Regions from separate parts of the Gasterosteus aculeatus genome. Here region 2 is linked to region 1. Evidence: chromatin contacts called from public Hi-C data. All regions are on one chromosome and are shown on one strand. The core of a region is the stretch at or near the end of the contact, and the rest is flanking DNA. Distances in the headings are between cores, read along the strand shown.

Region 1 (3,882 bases), core at 1,084-3,583:
GGTTTTTGTGTCTGTCAGCTGAGCCCGGAGAGAGGCAGGCGCTGAGGCCGGCCGGCTATTGCCTTTCATTGGCAGGCAGATAAACAGGGGGCCGCCTGGCGCCAGGAGGGCCACTATCAGCGTCTAGGACAAACTGAGATACGGGCCTCTTTTGGCTTGGGACGCCAAGCAAGCCAGCCAGCCAGCCCACACACACACACACACACACACACGCACACACACGCACACAGGAAACTGCAAAGCCCGGGATGAGTCTTCTGTGCACTTTGGAAAGGTTGAAATGGCAGATGGGTTGTTTGTTTATTAAAAAGTGGGGGATTTTGACAAATGTTTGGGGGGGAAAAAATATGCGATGGGTGATAATAAACAGCTCGTAAGTGCACAACAAAAACATGTTTAAGACGGGATGCAGCCCGATTAATAACGCGACGCGCTTGATGTTAAAAACAACCGACGCGTCATAATCACAAGCCGATGTCATTTGTGATGGGAATAAAATTATACATAAAGACGGTCATTTTTTGAGTTTATGGAACCTCAAGATAACAATGATGTCATTTCAATTGAGCTAAATAGGAGTCAGGTCATTCTTTAACACAATGACACGTTGGACTGCACGTATACTCGAATAAACTCTTATTTTCTTCCCCCCCCCCAACAGAAACTTTTTCCGGCTTATTGAAATGATTCAGCTCACCGAGTTCACAAAGTCTGCTCATGTGGTGCGGGTTGCAGCAAACGAGCTCCGGGTTGATTTTCCCGTAGGATTCACAGCAAGACAGCCTCTTGAGCTCCGAGGAATGCCTGAGGTCCGGCCACCGGAACACTTTGTAGAGCAGCATGGGGAGGGAGTAAGACTGTTGACCCACTTTGGCGTCTGCCTTGCCCGGCAGGAGCAAGCAAGGGCTTCGGGCACCCCCCTTGGACTCCACCGCCTGCAGAAGCAGCTCTAATTGTTTCTCTTTGATCTTCTTCAGTACGGAGTGGGTCAACGACTTCAATTCAGCCTCCGACCCGGCGTTGGACTTGGCCACCTTTGTCGCTTTGCCCATGCAGCAGCCTCCGGTGCCATGCGTCCCTCTATCCGTCTCCCCGTCGCCCTCCACGGGCGCGCGGCTCCTCCAGAGTCGCCGGACGAGCCCCGATCGTTTGGTCCTAAACATGCGGGACGAAAAGAGGGTTCCCCGGCTAAAAAACGAGCATGGTGTCCGCAAATCATGAAGATTCCGGGATCCGAGTCCAGGCAATGACAAGCAGCCTGAGGAAAGACGGTGGAAGAACCGGGAGCTGGATAAGCAGAGGAAGTCTGTAGCATGCGCCAGTCTCTGTTGCCTCTTCCTGCAGACTTGATCACCAAAAAGCAGCCGGGGTTCCCGGGACAGTCAGCTTTTTCTCAGGGGATAGATAACCATCATATCCCGGTGGTTAAGACCAGCCTATAAAAAAATGTAATCTATAGCAGCATGAAGCCGGAACCTGTATACAAATTATTCCCGTGGCGATGCGCTGTGAGCGGACCCCCCTCGCGCGCGCGCCGCCCCCCACCACCACCACCTCTCCCTTTTAAAACAAGTTCCGATTCTCAGCACATATAAGTGTCAAATATCGTTCAATCTTTGCTAAATGAGCTGTGGTGAAAATCACACAGATCCGGGCCTAATTAAGCCGCAACGCTACCACACAATTATCCCATGAAGAAAAAAAGAAAAAAGAAAAACGAGGCTCTCCGTCGCGTCTTCCAAGAGCATTAATCCACAAAATCCTTGATCCGACTGCGCGGAGTGGGGCTCTCCAGCAGGACGAGGCCTTATAATTATTATATATATATTTGTTAAATCTGTACGCTTCTAAATATGCCACACGTCTGCAGAGGATGTGATCTTCTGGCACCAGTCAGCCTTCCATTCGTCCAAAGAGCCGGCGAGCAAATCCGGGGCTGATTCTCACACACGAGTTGAGTTGCGTCTAAAAAGCGCGAGAGAGCGAGCGAGAAAAAGAGAGAGAGAGAGAGCGAGAAACCCCCCCTCCTCCGGTTGCGTCCGCGCGCCGAGCCTCGAGACCTATTTTTAAAGTAGTCGAATCCTCTAAGATTAAATAATCCGAACGCGTATCTCACACGAAGTTCCCGTGTCCGAGTGCCGTCGGGGTCGCAGGGCTCTCTGTCTGCAAATGAGGCGGATGGCTCGGGTGCCCTTGCTCCGTCTCCAGTGCGCATTGACGCGCCCGGTCACGTGTGTGTCTAGACACCCTGTCGCTTAAAAGAAATGTGATTGTGTTGCGCAAACAACAGATCAAGTAGAGCCCACAGCGCGCATGCAGGCGCGCGCGCGTACACAGACACACACACATGCACGCACACGCACGCACGCACGGAGGCGCGCAAACACGCTCACACACTCGAAGGAGAAGGAAAGTTACGAATTTTTTTTTTCCCAGAAAAAAAAGTTGAAAGAGTTTAACGTTGCGGGCGCGAGGACGAAGTTGGGAAACTGAAGCGGTTATAGGCCAAAGATAAACTCTGAATTACAAGTCTGTTAAAATTGAGAAATATGCATCTAGTGAAGAGACCCTTTATTCCTTATTAAAGATGTGCAAATGGACCCAACTCTGTCTAACGAGCTTTGATGACACGGGGGGTTCGGCAAAAGGAACAAAGTGGCCGTTTTTGGTCATTTCGGGGCTGTTGATGTCGGATCTCTGTTGTTTGAGGCGTTTAATTAGTGTTTCGTGATATTCATGCTTATTAACTAAAGCATGTACGCTAAAAAAAATATGTAGCTATTAATGGAAATGGAACACAGTGGAGTTCAAACAAGACAGCAGTCCCCGTAATTTCATGATACAACATTTAGTTATTGTAAAGTGAATCGATCGATATAGTTTTCCTGGAATTACTGTGGGATTTACCCCCTCGTCTTGGCTTCGCAGGCAGCGTTGCGCCACCAGTGAGCTCTGCAGCTCAGTCATGTTGTGGTCAGACCTTGCTCGGATTTGGGTTTTTGTAAATCGAGGTGATGTCTCCGACAAACAAACAAACAAACAAACAAAGGAATCCAGGGAAGAGCCGAGTGCGTGTTTGTGCCTGCAAGTCTGTACTCGGGGCAGCTCGGACACCAGCCAACACGTCCGAAACACGGATGGGAGCGCGCTGCTGCCGCCCTCTGGACGTTTTGTCTTTCGGGTGGGACAATCCCAGGTGTCCTTTGTGTTGCTCCGTCTGAGCCATCAACACAACACCACAGCAATTATATACAGTCGATGGGCTGATGATCAATTTCCCTCTACGGCCCGTGTGGGTTCTGCCCACTTTATAGGGTCGATCAGCTGTAACGCGTATTCATTAAGGCTCGCGCGCTGGATGGATTTTGATCACTTTGTGGTATTGTGTGAAGTGTGAGAGACAAATAGGCTTTAATAGCCAGCTTGAACAAAATAGTTACACCCTTTCGCTATAACGAAAGGGCCCTTGTTGGATACAATGTGGTCACATAGAACCGATTGATTGAATGTTGCATTTTGGGAACCTTAACCGTATAAACACGTGACATTTCAAGCAACGTGTGCGGCTGCAGAGGACCACGTAAACTTCCAGAGCCCCCCATCATCACACTGAGCTCCTTTAGCATGAATGCGTTTTCTCAATGCGTGTGCGTGTGTGTCCCCTCCGGAGCCTAATTGGGTTTCTGACAGACAGCAGTCCTGCGCAGGAGGCGCAGTATGTAAATGTGTCAGTGAGCCAGTGTGGCCGCAGGGCAGAAAGGGGGGGGGGGGGGGGGGGGGGGGGGGCTGATAATGGTGCTGGGGTCGGGGGTGCGCATACGTACGTGTACGTGGATAGGGGGGAGTCAACAGCTCATCCCCGCATTGTCCCGGGACCCCCGC
Region 2 (3,565 bases), core at 522-3,021, 51 kb before region 1:
TGTTTCATAACGCCATCGGCACCTTTCCTCGTCCCCCCCTTCTTTAATAAGCTTGTCTTCTCCGTCGCTTCACTACTGTGTTTTCGTCCGCTCTTCGACGTGTGTCTGCTGTGGAAGTGTCCAGCACGGTGGGCACTGGGAGGCGGGTGCACTTGTATTCCAGTGGATGGATTTATTTCGTACCACTGTCGCCTGTTCAAGGCCGCGCATTGCGTCCGCGTACCAGCCGGCCGTCGGTGCAGCTGCGGAGGTCGGTGGAAATGAAGCCGTTAATGTTTCCAGAGCGAGTTCCTCCCGACTGCCACTAAAGTTTCAGTTGAACCTGCCACGGAACGTCTCCACAAGTGCGCATTAAACGCATTGACCCGTATTAACCCCGACACTTTTACCGCATTGACACCGTTTGCTACCCTTCGCTTTCAAACGAAATTAGCATATTCTCTTCTACTTCTGGCAGATGAAAGAAATTCATGAATTTGTTCCAATGTGCTTTTCAACTGCTTTTTGGCTTCAAGTGCTTTAAGCTGGGAGGTTAATACGCGCGCCACCTACAGAAGCTCCCGCCGGGGAGATAGCGGAGATGTTAGTGGTGATTACCAACCCCGCTGATGAATTTGCGGAACACTTACATGTACACCGACCTGCCGCCTACTGTGAATTCGTATCGCACATTTAACAAAAGATGGTTGGACTGCAGTTTTTCAATTATATTTTCTACAGCCAATTTGTTCTTTTAATGTATTATTTCTTTCTCCCTCCACTCCGCCTCCTCGCAGAGGGACTTTGCCTGTCGGGAGGAGCTCCAGCAGTCGGATGTGGAGCGGTGGCTGGGTTTCATCACCTTCTTGTGCGAGGTGTTTGGCACCATGAGGAGCAGCTCAGCGGACCCCTTCAGGGTGCTGGTGTGTCCAATCTACACCTGCCTGCGAGAGGTCTGTATCCAGGAGGGCTGTCAAATGACGTTTGAATATTCGCTTTAAAAAAACACATATATTTGAATATCTGGTTGCGCATTAGACAATAACAGGAAACATTATTACAACGAGACATAATCACTTGTATAGGTAATTTATTTAAGTTTAAACATATTTAACAGCATATTACCTACACAAAATGTAAGTAAATTAACTAATGGCCACGGCCGCAGATCTCTCGCTCACACACACACTCTCTCTCTCTCTCTCCCTCTCGCGATTCTTGTCCCTCATACATCAGGCTTCATTCAGTGGTTGAAACTGAAAGTTTTACAGTCCCGACAGTGAACGCTGTGATCGAGCTGTGCTGTAAACACTGAACTTTTCATTGGCATGAAACGGCAAATAATCAAACCACTGCATGAAGCTGTTGTAGCCGATCTAGTCTTATTTTATTCATGCAATATACAGTCCGTAGTCAGGCGCGCGCCCGCCTGCAAAGCAGACAGCCGCGCCGCTGCCGCTGTTGTGTTGTTTTTTTTACATTAGAATATTCATTTTCACATTCGAATAGTTGTTTTTAACAACTTGTGAATATAGAATATTCATTGACAGCCCTTGTATCCAGATATACCTTTGTCTTTTTTCACCAATCAATATGCCAGCTAAAATGAAAGCGTGGAGGTGGGACTGTACATCTGGTCTGCCCGGGTGGAAATGCGCACCGAGTTTCCCCTTTTGTGCCGGACGTCGTCTAGACTCGATTCGCCGCAGCGTGGTTTTGTTTGCGGTGCACGGGACACCGTCAGTTCCAGGAACATGCATGACCCCAGGGTTCACTTCTCATCAGCTGATCCTGCTGTCTTGCACACACGGCCTCGGTCTCTATGGCGACCAAACAGGGCAGCCGCGGCAGACGCGCCGCGATACAGAAGTGGTTGACGAAAGCCGGATTATTGAAAGGGGAAGCGAGCGAGCGGAGGGGGGGGGAGAAGGGAAGAGGTGAGAGGAAGCAAAGGAGTCTGCGGTCAGGTTGACAGTTACAGTTTAGTAATGGCACGGCGCGCAAAAGCAGAACGGAGACGAGGGACGGCAGAATCTAGCGGGCCGTCTCCATGTCTATTGTCGAGGGGTTGAGAAGAGGCCAATGGCCGGTTTGAGGAACGTGCCAGGTTCACCACCCACGTCCACACCTCTGCCCGTCTCGCACTCTCACACACACACACACCCAACAATCAACACGAACTGCCATCCACACCCTGTCTGAGCGCGTGCTGGAGCGTTATCGCCGCTTGTTAAGAGGACTTGGCGTCCTGACCCACGGCTCGTAACACTCCTCGTTTTCATCGTCGGCAGTGTCACATTTGGCCTGATGTTTTCTTGGCACACTTTCAACATGTTTGTATAGTAATATGTGATTTAGTGGACTTGTGGTTGCCATAGTTTCAGATTTTTATCCATTTGCTGTTTTGCCCCATCGTGTTGTAACATGTAGTTGTTGGATTCCAGCTGTAGTCTGTTTGTGTGTGTGTGTGTGTGTGTGTGTGTGTGTGTGTGTGTGTGTGTGTGTGTGTGTGTGTGTGTGTGTGTGTGTGTGTGTGTGTGTGTGTGTGTGTGTGTGTGTGTGTGTGTGTGTGTGTGTGTGTGTGTGTGTGTGTGTGTGTGTGTGTGTGTGTGTGTGTGTGTGTGTGTGCGTGCGTGCGTGCGTGCGTGCGTGCGTGCGTGCGTGCGTGCGTGCGTGCGTGCGTGCGTGCGTGCGTGCGTGCGTGCGTTTGCATATGACTGTGTGTTTTCATGAGACTGTGTGTACCTGAGTAAGGTCCGGGTGGTATGGCCAAAAATCCATATCACGTTATTTAGAAAGATTTTGATATCACTGTATTGCTTTTTCAAGTAAACACATTCATTCATTGACCCCGAAAAGGGCCGTTGTTCGCGCTCGCTGGCCAACTCGCTAGCAACGGGCCGGCGCGTTAGCTAGTTCGATGTGGCTGCTATTGTTGCCACCAGAGGCTCGACAGACTTTGCAATGAATCGTTTTCTGATCCAACGTAATTTTCCAAAACCCAAAACCCTCCAAACGGACACAGCTCCTCTCTCGGGCTGCATCTCTCTGGCCGCCTATTGTTCCTCCCGAAACTGTACTGCGTGTTTTCATGTAGCAACAGAGTTAATTTTTATTTTTTATTGGTGTTACAAATTGTTTATGTGTCATGTGGTGTTTTTAAATTCTGCCGCCCGCCAAAGAGCATCGTCAGTTGTTCTGGCGTAACATCGGTAAGAACGGTACGTGAGAAAGTCATACCGTACGTGAGATCTTGTACCTCACAGCCTGAGTGCGCGTGTGTGTGTGTGTGTGTGTGTGTGTGTGTGCGTGCGTGTGTGTGTGTGTTCGGCCGGCGGCAGAACAGGGTTATGTAACAACTGAGGTGTGCTGAGACGTGTGTCTGAGGATACATGACAGCTGTACGTGAAAGAAGCAAGCCGGCGGGCGGTGATCTCATCCATTCATGATTTACAAGCCAAAATAAATAATACATAAATTCCACATTGATGTAAGATAATCTTACACACGTGTGCATTGAAGCACACGTTAATATCGATTTTGGCCTTATTCCCCATGGTTACTCGCCTCTGATGTTAACCGTAAA

Evidence for each region. Hi-C and Micro-C count contacts between places; a contact is called where the count stands out from the background.
Region 2: a Hi-C map of tail fin shows a contact between it and region 1, with 2.6 times the contacts expected there. The contact joins the enhancer-like site here to the promoter of smad7 in region 1. A contact is called at or near these places in 3 of 6 Hi-C or Micro-C datasets (skeletal muscle and tail fin).

The regions. Positions count from the first base shown.
Region 1 is chr14:5,405,775-5,409,656 of fGasAcu3.hap1.1, reverse strand. It overlaps smad7 (SMAD family member 7), which reads right to left and starts at 2,333. Exons shown (of 4, transcript XM_040197999.2): 1 at 698-2,333. The coding sequence starts at 1,163.
Region 2 is chr14:5,456,672-5,460,236 of fGasAcu3.hap1.1, reverse strand. ctif (CBP80/20-dependent translation initiation factor) reads left to right here. Exons shown (of 13, transcript XM_078088109.1): 11 at 777-932. Among protein-coding and RNA genes, the nearest start is that of LOC120831897, 4.1 kb to the left of the region's middle. Within about 2 kb of position 1,771, at least 4 of the 9 cell types and tissues checked have open chromatin away from gene starts, as enhancers often do.